4 separate regions of the Mus musculus genome follow, and all the other regions are linked to region 3. The links are chromatin contacts, called in public HiChIP or PLAC-seq, capture Hi-C and promoter capture Hi-C maps. All regions are on one chromosome and are shown on one strand. The core of a region is the stretch at or near the end of the contact, and the rest is flanking DNA. Distances in the headings are between cores, read along the strand shown. Region 1 holds the start of Azin2 (antizyme inhibitor 2). Region 2 holds the start of Trim62 (tripartite motif-containing 62). Region 3 holds the start of Dlgap3 (DLG associated protein 3). Region 4 holds the start of Csf3r (colony stimulating factor 3 receptor (granulocyte)).

What was found. Promoter capture Hi-C pulls out the DNA fragments that hold promoters and counts their contacts. HiChIP or PLAC-seq counts read pairs in DNA pulled down with a chosen protein or histone mark. Capture Hi-C pulls out chosen DNA fragments and counts their contacts.
Region 1: a contact with region 3 is called in a capture Hi-C map of embryonic stem cells, with 9 times the contacts expected there. The contact joins the promoter of Azin2 here to the promoter of Dlgap3 in region 3. A contact is called at or near these places in 1 of 39 promoter capture datasets (embryonic stem cells) and 1 of 9 other capture datasets (embryonic stem cells).
Region 2: a contact with region 3 is called in a FOXA1 HiChIP or PLAC-seq map of pancreatic cancer cells. The contact joins the promoter of Trim62 here to the promoter of Dlgap3 in region 3. A contact is called at or near these places in 2 of 39 promoter capture datasets (liver and stem cell-derived epiblast-like cells), 1 of 115 datasets of contacts at active chromatin or transcription factors (pancreatic cancer cells) and 1 of 9 other capture datasets (embryonic stem cells).
Region 4: a contact with region 3 is called in a promoter capture Hi-C map of liver, with 2.9 times the contacts expected there. The contact joins the promoter of Csf3r here to the promoter of Dlgap3 in region 3. A contact is called at or near these places in 3 of 39 promoter capture datasets (liver and pre-B cells) and 1 of 9 other capture datasets (liver).

The regions. Positions count from the first base shown.
Region 1 is chr4:128,961,052-128,964,171 of GRCm38.p6, forward strand. It overlaps Azin2 (antizyme inhibitor 2), which reads right to left and starts at 1,404. Exons shown (of 11, transcript NM_172875.4): 1 at 1,250-1,404; 2 at 1,033-1,153; 3 at 312-508. The coding sequence starts at 416.
Region 2 is chr4:128,882,757-128,885,862 of GRCm38.p6, forward strand. Trim62 (tripartite motif-containing 62) reads left to right here and starts at 1,288. Exons shown (of 5, transcript NM_178110.3): 1 at 1,288-1,821. The coding sequence starts at 1,414.
Region 3 is chr4:127,167,713-127,171,219 of GRCm38.p6, forward strand. It overlaps Dlgap3 (DLG associated protein 3), which reads left to right and starts at 1,492. Exons shown (of 12, transcript NM_198618.5): 1 at 1,492-1,653.
Region 4 is chr4:126,023,306-126,026,677 of GRCm38.p6, forward strand. It overlaps Csf3r (colony stimulating factor 3 receptor (granulocyte)), which reads left to right and starts at 1,354. Exons shown (of 17, transcript NM_007782.3): 1 at 1,354-1,490; 2 at 2,776-2,874. It overlaps Gm32908 (a long non-coding RNA gene), which reads right to left and starts at 1,349. Exons shown (of 4, transcript XR_003955278.1): 1 at 950-1,349.

The sequences.
Region 1 (3,120 bases), core at 154-2,653, 1.8 Mb after region 3:
ACCACAAGGGAGGTTCTCCCGTGAAGTTCCTGGAGCTGGGTATGCCTGAGTGTAGAAGGGGAGAGCGCAAAAGGCAGGTACTCCGAAGTTCCCACCTGGAGTGCTGGGGAGACCGTGAAGGTGGAGATACTGTTCTTTTCTCAAGTCAGGAAACACAGGGAGGGCAGATGTGGGGGCAAGGACCAAGAATTGGAGATAAAGGGGACAATCTAGTAAATATCAAGTAAACAAATACCAATACCGAGAGAATGGGAGGTCTCCTACAGAGAAGAGGACAGGCAACCAACCCACACCCATTTCCATCCCCTCACCGAGGTGGCCTGGGAGGCCCCCAGAGTGAGCTCCTCCAGCAGATCCCGGGTGCTGAAGCCCTCCTCCACCATCACAAAGTCCGATTCACTCAGATAGCCAGCCATGCTGAGCAGGAGGAGCCCAGGGGCTGGAGGAAACCGCTGCCTTGGAGCACCGCTGGCTGCCTTGGCCACCGCCTTAGAAAGTATGCAACACACTGTGGGGAGAGGGAGATGGAGGAAACCGCTGGGGAACAGGCTGCATCCCTCACCTCCCCAGGCCTACGGTCCCTGCCCAGTCATGTTCTGTGCCCTTGCCCAAGCCTGAGAAGCCGAGGTTCGCTGGGAATGGTGAAGTTATGTCTGCTAGAGCCTCAATTACCCCCATCTGTTAAATGGGATTGGTTTGGAGTTCTTTTCCAGTTCTGAAATTTGAAATTGGAAGAAAAAAAATGTGGGGACAGATCTGAGAAACCTAGTTGGGGAAGTCTCCTTCCAATTGAAGGATTTCTCCAGTCCAGACTACACCTACCTAAAGGGCCAAAAAAAAAAAAAACAAAACCCGTGAGCTTGAGTTCGAGTCGGCTCTCTGCTTCATGACCTTGGGTCAGTTTCCCCATTTATAAAAGGTTGGTCCTGACACACTAAGAATGCTCTATGAGCCACGGGTGGGTTCTGTCCGCGGGACGGCTCTCTCAAGTGCAGGGCGGGGGTCCCGCACCCCAACCCCAGGCCTCCTTACCAAGCCCCGTCCTCCTTCGCGGGGGCCAGAGCCAGGCGCGCTGCTAGGGGGGGTCGCCGGTGACCTCGAAACTTGTGCAACACCCCGAGGAGGAGTGGCAATTGCGGAGCCGAGGCCCCTGCTGAGAGGAGGCAAGGGGGGCCGGGGGAAGGGTCAGCGCCCAAAGCCGAGGACGCCCGCTCCCCGAGGCTCCCCCCCAGCCATCTCCTGCACTCGCCTTAAAACGCATTTACACGGCTTCGGCCCATAGGTCTCCCCAGCGAGTGAATCGGATCCTCGGCGCCTCCGCTCGCTCGCTCCCCCCGGCTCCGGCCCCGCGGCCTGCGCCCCGCGCGCCCAGCAGCCACCGACCCCACGCCCCGCCTTGCGCCCGCCGCTCGCTTATATAAGCCCCGCCCTAGCCCCGCCCCGGTGCCCTGGCCCCGCCCCTGCCTGCTCCGTAGCCAGGGCAACCGGGTGCCGCCAGCCCATTGGTCGATTCGGACATAAAGCATTCAGCCCTGCGAGGCTGCTCCGCAAAGCTGCGCAGCTAAGCAAGCTGGCTGACTGATGTCCGCGGAGGTCCACGCGGGGAAATCCTTCGAATCCTAGGCGTCTACGTGGTCTGAGCCGCAGATCCTGCGTCCTGCGTCTCAAAAAGTGACTCCGGAAAACTTTTCTGTCCCTGGCTGAAGTCGATGGCCCCCTGCTCCTCCCCTGGTGAAGTTCTGGCTCCGCCCTTGGAGCCCAAACCTCTCCTGTCTTATTTTGTAATATGACCTTTTACTTAATCGCCTCTTCTAGGCATTTTAAACTCCCAACTCAAATGCCAGCTAAAATGTATTCAAATAGAATTTTTGTGGCTTCACGAGCTCGGGGTGATGCCTTCATTCTCAGAATCCACAAGACTCTGGTGAAATGTGGCTTCGACTCAAAGCATGTCTCCTCTTCTATACACAAATCCCTGTTCATCCATCAGAGTCCAGTGTAATATCTTCCTCTATCGGACCATCCCTGGCCCCGAAACGCAATGGGACTCACAGTCCTTGTCTCTGTCTGACCCCTCCCCTCCTTCCCTTGAGCCTTAATATCAGTTGCTGAGATACCCGCACCTGCTTTCCTTTTTTTTTTTTTTGCCTGATAAAACATCTCAGCTTTGTGCACTCCAAGGGCAGGGACTGAGAGCCGGGCTCCTTGGAGTGCTTAGCATGCGCAGGGTGTTGCTCAGAAGCTAATTCAAGAGTTCTCCGGGTAGAAGTCCGAATGCTGCTTGTCTCTGCGCATGTGGCTGCTGACTGGGAAGAGACAGAATGGAACCTTTCCGGTGCTTGGTAATGGTTACAGGTGTGTGTGTGTGTGTGTGTGTGTGTGTGTGTGTGTGTGCGCGCGCGCGCTCCTTGAGTTATACACATATGATTAATGCCCTGTTGTACCTGTTATGTATACTACGTTAAGAGTTTGCAAGTTTTAGCCGGATGTGGTGGCGCACGCCTTTAATCCCAGCACTTGGGAGGCAGAGGCAGGCGGATTTCTGAGTTCGAGGTCAGCCTTGTCTACAAAGTGAGTTCCAGGACAGCCAGGGCTATACAGAGAAACCCTGTCTCGGAAAAAAAAAAAAAAAAAAAAAAAGAGTTTACAAGTTTTAAGCCAGGCATGGTGGCCCATAGCTTTAATCCCAGCAAATCTCTTAGTTCGAAGCCAGCCTATTCTACACAGAGATCTACTACCAGAGCTACACAGAGAAATCCTGTCTCAAAAAAACAAGAAAAAAAATTACAAATTTTAAGAAAACCCTTGGTAGGGTTGGAGAGATGGCTCAGAGGTTAAGAGCACTTGTTGCTCTTTCGAAGGACCAGGTTCAATTCCTAGAACCCACGTGGGAACTCCACCTAATTCCACACCCTCATCTGACTCCCCTGATCACCAGGCACAAATGTGGTACACATATGCATGCAAGTGAAACATTCATACACATAAATCTTTTAAAAAATAAAGAAGGAAAGGAGAGCCCTTGGCATATAATAAGTACCTCATAAATGCTACTGACTTGCCAAGAATATCCCAAGTTTTATTTGGTAGAAATCTATAGAGTCTCACTTAATTAAACTG
Region 2 (3,106 bases), core at 38-2,537, 1.7 Mb after region 3:
CCCAAACTTCTTCCTTATCCCACTCTCAACAGAACAGAACAGAACAGAACAGCATGCAGGTCTCCATGTGCCCCCCCCCACTCATGCTTCTGTTCTCCCTGTCTCTGTCTGTCTCTCTGTCTGTCTGTCTCTCTCTTTCACCTTCTTAGAAATCCCTTTCCTCCCCTCCATCTGGCAGAGATGACAAGGTCTCCCATTATACTTTTTTTCTTACTCCAACTTCTTATACACACACACACACACACACACACACACACTCACACACATGCTCACACAGCAATGCAGAAACATCCGATGAATGGAAAGAACCTTTGAGCTAGACGTTAGGCAGGGTTCTCTCCACAATCTTCTACTAAGAGCCCTCCTTAGAAAGGGAAGAGGAAATAGAACCTAAAGGTTTAGGAGAATGGCGACTTTGAACTTAGCCCATGCCAACAGGGCAAGTCTCTAATTTTATCACTACAATCTATGCAAACATTATATATTCTATGCAGACTACAGAGCACCGTCTTGTCTTAATACTCAGTTATTATTGCCCTTAGTTCTTCAAATTGATCATCCGGAGAGATGTTCCTTAGGTGCTATCTTCTCACTTTTTCTTCATTAGCTGTCCTCTCGCCCCCTGCCGCCAGGACCCTAAACAAACCTGACAGCTGTGCAGACCCAGAAGAAACAGCTGTTTTTCCCGTCCCTGGGGGTCAGGAGCACAGTGGCAGCGAGGCGGGGTCTGGAGGCCCCTCCCCTCCCCCCGCCCGCCGCGGGGGCGGAGCGGCTCGGGTCCCGCCCGCGGGGGCGGAGAGGGAGCCTGGGCGCCGGGCAGTTCGGCTCGGCTGGTTCCGGGTTGAGAGGCTGCGCTGGACCGAAGCGGTGGCCGCTGAGCTGGTGCGGGTAAGGGGCCGCGCGGGGCCGGGATCTGCGGCCAGGGTCGGGCAGCTGAGTGGGCCGGCACCCCTCCTCTGCTCTGCCGGGCAAAGCCGCGGTGCGGCTGGGTCTGGCTGCTCTGTCCCGCAGAATTCCCCATCCCCAGCTCGACCCCCTCTCAAAGCTTTTCGGGTCCCGGGATTCCGCCCCTCTTCGGGATCTCCTCCTCGCAGCATCTATCCCTTGGGAGTGTCTGGTCCTCTAGATCCTCCTCGCCTGGAGCCCCTTCCTTGGGACGCCCTCGGCCTCTCTCCTCCAGCGCCCATCGCTGGTGGCCACCTAGGACCTCGAAACCGAGCTCCGGTGCTCGCATCCCGGGTGGCACCCACTCGGCACCGAGCCCTCGCGCCTCCGGCGTCGCAGACAGCTCCCCCCGCGCTCCCCGGCGCCTGTCGCCCGTGCCCCCGTGGGCCTGGCCCCCGGGTACCGCCCCCAATCGCGCCGCGCCGGCCGCCGGCCTCCCGGGCTCCGCTTCGCGCCGCCCCTGGCGCCATGGCGTGCAGCCTCAAGGACGAGCTGCTGTGCTCCATCTGCCTGAGCATCTACCAGGACCCGGTGAGCCTGGGCTGCGAGCACTACTTCTGCCGCCGCTGCATCACCGAGCACTGGGTGCGGCAGGAGGCTCAGGGCGCCCGCGACTGCCCGGAGTGCCGGCGCACGTTCGCCGAGCCCGCGCTCGCGCCCAGCCTCAAGCTGGCCAACATCGTGGAGCGCTACAGCGCCTTCCCGCTGGACGCCATCCTCAACGCGCGCCGAGCCGCGCGACCCTGCCAGGCTCACGACAAGGTCAAGCTCTTCTGCCTCACGGACCGCGCACTGCTCTGCTTCTTCTGTGATGAGCCCGCGCTGCACGAGCAACACCAGGTCACTGGCATCGACGATGCCTTCGAGGAGTTGCAGGTGCGAGGCGGACAGGCGGGGCTGTAGGTGGGGTCAGGGTTCCAATAGGGGCAAGGGCCACAGGCCGGCTTAATGCCAAAGGGGCGTGGCTCCTGTGAGGGGCGGGGCAGGGGCGGGTCCCTTGAGCATCACTGTGTCAAATGGGCTTGAGAGAGATCTGGATGGGAGACAGGTCGAGGTGGGATAGGATGATGGAGAGAGGAAGCTACAGCTGGACCAGATGCTGGCTGAGGCTGAGACAGAATGGGAGACAGCAGCTCCTTCTGGACTTTTGGGCAAAGGAAGGACCACTATCAAAGCTAACCTGGGAGTCGAAGTGGGGTGTGTGGGAGGGGTGAGCTACTCTAAATGCAGCTACAGAATTCTGGAATGTTTGGGGCATTGTGGGATGCGGCTTGCTGCTCCAGGTGTTCATTGAGATCTAGAGTGAGGCCTGGGCCTCGGTTGGATGATGAAAGTGAGAGTTAAGCTTAAGACGTGCAAATTGTTCAGAGGGCAGGTTTGGGTGCCAAGATTAGATCAAGGTATGTGAGGTGAGAGTCTAAGGTCGGCCTCAAGTTCAGATATGACAAGAACCTTTTTTTTAAAATTTAAACCAGAGTAGGGGCCAATTGAGAGTGGAACCAGGAATTAAAGATTCAAGATTTGGAGAATTAGACAAGATTTGGAGGAGGGGAAGACAAGCTTCTAGGAATTCCCAAGGCCTGGTGATGACCCCTCTTGTCTTCTACATCCGAATCTTTGAGTACTCAATTGGACATAGCCCTTAACTGCAGCTAGTCTCCCCTAAACCTTTCCGTTGTCATTGACAAGAGGGCAAGACCCTGGTCAGTGTGTTTAATACTCTAAGACCCCACCCAAACATTTTCCTTTCCTCAAGCTCCATTGTCGTGTGTGTGTGTGTGTGTGTGTGTGTGTGTGTGTTTGTATAGAGAGAAAGAAATATAGGTAGATACACGTGCTGAGAACTACATTTTCCTGGATGTCTTCTATCAATAAGATAGTATTGATATCAATAATCAATTATTTTATTGTCTGTGTGCAAGTATCTTGCCTGCATGTGCACCATGTGCATGCGCACCAAGAGGCCAGAGGAGGGCATCAGATCCTGTGGACCTGGAGTTACACACGATTGTGAGTCACCACCGTGGGTGCTGGGAATCAAACCCAGGCCCTCAGCAAGAGCTCTTAGCTGCTGAGGACGGTGATGTTGCCGCCTCAGGGGTGGGACTCTAAGGAGAAGCATTCCACGATCCGCTTTAATCGGATAATGCAGCATATCTTC
Region 3 (3,507 bases), core at 242-2,741:
GCTGGTCTGGGAATTGTCTGCAGCCTCACTACATGATTGAAGGGACGATTGAAGTGGTCTCGTGGGCGGTAAGATAGTTGGCTAGTCTGTTCATCTCACTAGACTGCTTGGTTTCCCGCGGGGGAAGGGTCCTCTAGGTCCCTTTTTGTCATTTATGTAATGTGGCACCTTAAAAGGTCCCTCTAGGGAATGGGTGTGGGCTTGGCTCCAGGTTCTAGCTCCTTAGGACCCACGAATTCTACTTACCGTGCCTCAGTTTGCCCGGTTACTCAAGGAGGAGAGACAGTGACACCAAAGAAATACAGAGAAATAGGAGTCATTGTTGGGGACCCTGACTCAGAACATCTCCCAAGGTCTGTCCCTAGGGTGGTGGACTGTCTCAAGGCTCCAAAGCCCACACCTCACCACCTTAAGTTTTCAATACCAGACAAGGTAGAGGATGTAGCTCGCCTTCTACCACAACTTGGAGCGCCCGCGTGCCCTCAACACCCGCCGGGAAAGTCAGAATTCAGAACCGGCCCCTCCCCCATCTCCTCAGCCCCTCCTCCTGCGGCTTCCCCACGCGGCCCCCTCCCCCCCATTACAGCATTGCTCTGGGCGCCAAGACGGATTCCAGCCAGGGACTGCTGCAGTCAGCTCTCAGCGCTTCTGCAGCTTGTGTCCTGGCTCTGCAGCTTCGCGCTGTGCTTCGGACAGTCCCCTTTCCCCCCTCTACCCCACCCCCGCCATGGCACAGCCCCTGGCTCGGGGCCCAGAGGTGGGCGGGCACAGTGGGCACGGGTGGGGCCCCCAGCTAAGACGGCAGGTATAGCGGGGTTATCCCTGCACACTGGGGATTGCCTCCGCTGGCGGACTGTGGGTGAGGGACGCCTGTCAAAGACTCGGAGGCCAGGCACAGCGCCCCGCCCTGGCAGGGGTGGGGCAGAAGGGACTAGTGCGGAGAAGGGGGACTCCTAGAGCCCAGGCCAAGAGCTGGGGTCGGGTTTACAGACCCGGGAAACTAAGGACAGGAGCCTAAGAGGACGTGCCTGCGAGGGGGAGGCTGTGTGTGACATTCAGGGTGTGACTGCCTCGGTGAGGCAGCCGTGTGTCTCCCCCAGCTGCCCGCGCTCTGGGCTTGGGTCCCGGTGCCCAGGTCTGCTGTGCGCGGTCGTGACACCGAATGTGCTGGTTCCTGGGTCTTCGGTACACACCGACCCGGGGGACCACATTCGCACCCCCGAGCTGGGCCTCCCCGGCGCTGTCGCTCAGAGACGCGGGCGCTCCTCCGGGACCGCGGCGGCTGCCCGCCGGCTGCGACCTCGGTCCTCGCGGGGCCGCTGCGGGGGCGGGGAGCGCGGGCCCCCTCCCTGTCGCGGGCTCCTGGCTCGGCCGCCCTGCGCGGGGGCGGGGGCGGGGGCGGAGCGCGCGGGCGGGATCCCCCCGCCTCCCCGTCCTGGTCCCCGGGAAATCCAGCCTCCGTGGCTTGGCCGCCTCCGGCTCCCGCGCCCGCGGCCGCTCAGCACTCGCTCGGGGCTCCGCAGCTGGCGCGGCCCCTCCGCCGGGGGCTCCGCAGTGTCGGGTCCGGGAGCCCGCACTCGCTCCCGCAGCCGCAGCGCCCCCGGCCCGGGCCGCCGGCACCATGTAACCCCGGCTGGAGCCCGACCGGGCCAGGTAAGCAACCGGGAGGGGTGGGGATCGGGCCGCGCTTGCCGCGCCCTCTGCAGCGCCCCCCAGGCTCAGCCCCGCTGCAGCCCCGGCGCCGCCCACGCCCGGGGCTCCAGCGGCCTGGACTCCGGCCCCGAGATGGGGGGGAGGGGCTGGGCCTCTGCGGCCGCCCCCGGCCTCACCCTGGGCCTGGAGGCCGGCGTGACTGACCCCGGGGACGGGTTGGGGACCACGCGCTCCGCAGACGCGCTGTCCCGGCTGGGGCCGCGGGAGGCCAGCCAGCGCCCGCCCAGCCCTTGCCCGGCTGGAATGGAAGCTTGGGTCTGGGAGGGAGTAGCCTGCTGGCTGTGGGGGGAAGTCGTGGTGTTGGGGAGATCCGGAAAGAAGTTTCCTCTGCAGGTGTGTGAGCGTGCATGTGATGAGGGTGTCACCGTGTGGGTCTGTGGGTGAGTGAGTGTAATGCAGTGAGCGTTCAGGGTGTTAACCGTCCATGAGTCTGTCGACATATGTGTGGTTGAGTGTGTGCTGGCACTGTGTGGCTGTGTATGTAGGTGTCTGAGTGTGTGTGTATGAATGGACGTGCGTGTGCATGTGCATGTGCGACTATCTCTGTGAATGGGTCTGGGTATGTGTACTGTGTGACTGTGTGGGAATACATCCAAGCAGGGTTCACCCACACCTGGGTTTTGCCCCGCCCCCATTCTTGGTGGGACTTAGCACGGGAAGATCCTACTTTTCCCGAGGTCAGACCGCCCCCTCCCTCCAGAGTCTCCTTATCCTGGACACAGACAAGAGCACTCTGCACCTTCATCTACTTCCTGGGGCACCCTCTGCGAAGTCACTGGTATCTTTCCCTCATGCTGAGTCCCTGCTGGTGGTGAGCCTAAGGCTGTATACCTGTGTGTGGGGATACTTTTTTGGGGGAGGGTGAAGAGTACTAGGAGCTTGTGTTATTTCAATGATGCTTGGCCAAAGGCCCTTTAGAATGAGGAGGCCAGGAGGAAGATCTACCTTGTTAGTCATTGGAGCAGGTGGCTTTTTCCCAGAGTTCCAAGTCCCAAATCTCCAAGTTCTGGGTCGTTGGTTTAGCTCACGGTTCAGGTGGGTCTGTACTTAGTTCCTTGAAGTAGTAATAGAAGAATGTATCTGTATCAGTCTAGGACTTTTGAAAAATTGTTCCTCTCATTTCTTCTTGTTTCTCTAACTGCCTTGGAAGCAAGCTGAGATGCTGTCAGGTTAAGCCATATGAAATTGACAGTATTGAGCAGTTGTTTGTTGTTGTTGTTGTTGTGTTTTTTAACCTGCAAAAACAGCCATTCCACACAGCTCAATCTATTATGATGCCAATTTGCAGAAGAGGATGTTGAGGCTTGGGAAATGCATTGCATCTCTCACAATCACACATTGCCAGACAGTGGTAGAGAAACATTCTCACCCAGGTCTTCCATTGACCCAAGAAACCCAGCTAGGCCACAATTAGAGAGTAGGACTTTCTAGTGTGTTTTCCCTGACACTGGATCACTGCCCTCCACTTCTGTCCACTATCCCCTGAGTGCGTGTGTGGGGTCTACTTCTGTACCCAGCTGTCAGTGCCTAAAAGAGAGAGATGAGGGAGAAGAGAGGAGGGAGGGGAGGGAGAGCTTCGTGAGTTGGCAGTGAATCAGGGTCTAAAAAGAGAGCTGGGAGGGCTAGGGTGGCAGGTGTTTCTAAAAGGAACGTGAATACAGGATGAACAGCCTCAAATGCAGCCCCCGCACTCCCCCCACTGCCCCACTGATCTGGCAGGCAGTGCCCACTGCATTTTGTGCCAGGGGGCTCACATCCAAGGAATGAGCTTGCAGGAAGCTATAGAATGACAGG
Region 4 (3,372 bases), core at 104-2,603, 1.1 Mb before region 3:
AACTTGCCACGATTTAGAATCGCCCAAGCAGCAATTCTCAGTTGAGGAATTATCTTGACTCCCTTAATGGATGTGGGAAGACCCACCCCAGAGATGGGCGGCGCCTTCTGGTGGCAGCCCAGATCAAAAGCAGGACATGGAAGAAGGAAGCCTTTTTCCCTGACCTTCCCCTCTGCTGCTAGTAGTCTACCCTGCTGCTGCCACCCCACTTGATTCCTTTGCTCAAGTCAAAATCAGCTTTCGACATGGACTGAGGACCAGATACCCTCCAGGTCTTCAGTACCACCTTGGGAGTGCCAAGGCACCAAAGGATTTCCCAGGTGGGTTCTCAGTGCTCCTACTTCCTCTGTATTGCATAAGCTAATTTGATAAATTCATGTGTGTGCGTATATGTGTTCGTATATATGTGTGTGTGTGCGCGCGCGCGCGCACGCGCGTGCGTGTGCACGCGTATACACTCATTAAGTGGACTCTGTTCCTCTAGAGCAGAGGTTCTCAACAGGGGTCACCTAAGATCATTAGAAAACACAGATATATATTATGATTCATACCAGGAAAAAATTACAGTTATGAATTAGCAAGGAAAATAATTTTACAGTTGGGGGGTCACCACAACATGAGGAATTGCATTACAGGGTCATAGCACTAGGAAGGTTGAGAACCGCTGCTCTAGAGAACCCTGACTAATATACCAATATATACTATTTTGATGATTTTCAAACTTAGAACAATTTTTCCCCTCTCTTTTGTGATAGATGAACTTACAGGGTGGGCCTTTTGAAAGGGGTTACAACCTGAGAAGATAAAACCAGGAACCCCTAGGATTGTACAAAGCGGTGAGGGCAGGGACCATGGACTAGGGAGGCCAGGGGTGGGAGGGTCTATTGAGAGTCCTGGAAAATGGCAGGTTTTCAGCTAACAAGGGAAGAAAACCTGAAGTAAACGTTACCTGTCCTGGAATCTTGATTCTTCCCGGGCAGAGGCTTCAGCCAGACTCAGTGAGAAGAGAGTCTCCTCCACCCCAGCCCTCATTAATTTTCCACGCTATTTTGTCCTGCTTCGTTTTGAAATAAACACTTGAAGACCCCAGCCCTCCCTTGGCCCTGTCTTGTCTCGGGTGCTCTGCTGAGCCTCAAAGCGAGGAGCTCAGGAAATCCGGAGAGAAGGGAGGGTGGCCACGGGCCAGGTTGCTACAATGCCCAGCCCTCTAAGACCCCTGAGGCAGGAAGGTCCCTAGCTCACCAGTTTCCCTCAACCTCCTTCCTGAGAGGAAGGGGCTGTCTATGTCCCCCACCCCAAGGGTGAAGGCTCAGCCAAACGCAGCAGGGAAGCCAGGAAGGTGTCGCAATTCTGGGTCCCCCCCACCCCCCGCCTGTCATTAACGACGGGGCTAGAAAGAGAAGTTTCGGGAACTTGCCCCAAGAGGAGAGGAGACGAGAGAGAAGAGAGAGCACAAGCGTGGGGGCTGGGCACAGCGCCCTAGCCCCAGTGTAAGTAGGGGGAGGGCGGGGAGCCCTGGAGACCTCAGACCATTCCCCAACCCTGCTAGGGCCACATCAGGGGGCCCAAGACAGGATCCTTGGGGAAATGGGAGTCTCTCTGTGTGTATAGCATCAGGGAGGTCAGACAGCTGGATCTCTGGGAACAGGAGCTGAGCTCAGGTATGAAGAATCCCACCCAGAGTCCCTATCCTTCAGACAGGCTTACTCCCTGCTTTCAGCCATTTGGCCTGCTTCTTCTCAGCAAGAACAGCTGTCTCAGAGTCTCTGGGCCTCTGTTTCCTCTCCCGGTTCCCTTAGCCTCTTAACTTTAAACAGTTGATGCAAGACTTGCCTGAGATAGCTTTCTCTGTCGGCCTCTCCACTTCTCTCTGCATCGCTCCAGCCTGCTCATCGTTGTTGTTGATGATGATGTTGTATGCAGCTCTCATGCAGACAAGGTTTATCATCTTGTCGGCAGATAAGAACCTTGAACTTCTTCTGATCCTCCTGTATCACAAATGCTGGTCTGTAGGCCTCCACCACCATGCCTGATACTTAATGTGGTACTGGGGATCAAGCCTTGGTCTTTGTGCCTGCTAGACAAGTGTTCAACCAACTAAGCTCTATCCCCAGCCCTGGTTGCTTTATATTTTTGAGATAGGTTTCGCTAAGTTGCCAAAATGAGATTTGAATGTCTTCTATAGCACAGGCTGGCCTTGATCTTGTAACACACTTGCCCCCACTTCCAGAATAACTGGTCTCAACCCCCTGCCACTGGGCTAGGCTCTACCTCTGTCTATTCTCTATGTATCTCTTTTCCCCAGCTTGTCTATTCACCCATCTATGATGCATTGATCCTTTATCTCTGCCACACCTGGGGATCTCGCTCCCATAGTTTATTCTCAACATCCTCTTCGTCCCCGTCTTCCCACAGACAGAATTTCAAAAGAATAGGACAGGAGAAGGGAGCCCAGAGGGAAGGTTGGCAACAATGAGCAAAAGGAAAAGGTAGAGAGGATGCTGTAGCAGCCTGACTTACGGCATCAGCTGTGTCCGTGGGCACAGTGGACACAGCGAGCAGCTGCAGAGCCCAGCACATGGCCAGAGTGGTGGGAAGAGCCTGAGAGGCTTGGAGCTAGAAGTAGACCTGGTGGCTATGCCAGGAGGCTATTGGTTCCTTTGGCTGATTTCCTGCTTTTAGGGCTCATACAGATAGCCCACTGCTTCTGAGAGCTTGTTCCTTGGGCACTGTGCCAAGAGCTTTCATCTTAACTGTCTCGCTTCATCGTTATAGCATTGCTGAGACATGAGTGGTATTGTTAAGCCCCTTTTTCCTAAATGGAGAAACTGAGACTCAGAATGGTGAAGTAACTCATCCAAGTTCACCAGGCAGGTGAGTGTTGGAACCAGAGTCAGAACTGGGCTCCCAGCCTCTTTGTACACTTCTTCCCTAGACAATGAGACATAGGCTCCAGCAGGCCCAAGCTCCTACTCAACTGGGGCCACCCTCAAGGCTTCCATAGGAAACTGTTCTGATGTTAAACATGCCAGCCCCATGCAATCTAGAGAGGAGGCCTGGTCTCCTCTGTTCTGTTTTCTGCTCTTGACATAAGCCTGTGGGAAGGATACAGTGGTACCAGGTATGAACTAGGCCTACTACAACCACAAATGAGTGGAGAACCAGCATCCTGAGCCCTGGGGGCTAAGTCTTTCCCACTCAGTGTGTACATATGTACATGTGTGTGTGCATGTGGATGCAGGAGATGATCAAACTGGTATGTTGATGTGAGGTTATTGTCTGAGGTTTCCATTGCTAGGATAGAACACCCTAGCCAAAAGCAACTTGGAAAAAGGGTTATTTCACCATACACTTCCAGGCAACAGTCCATCA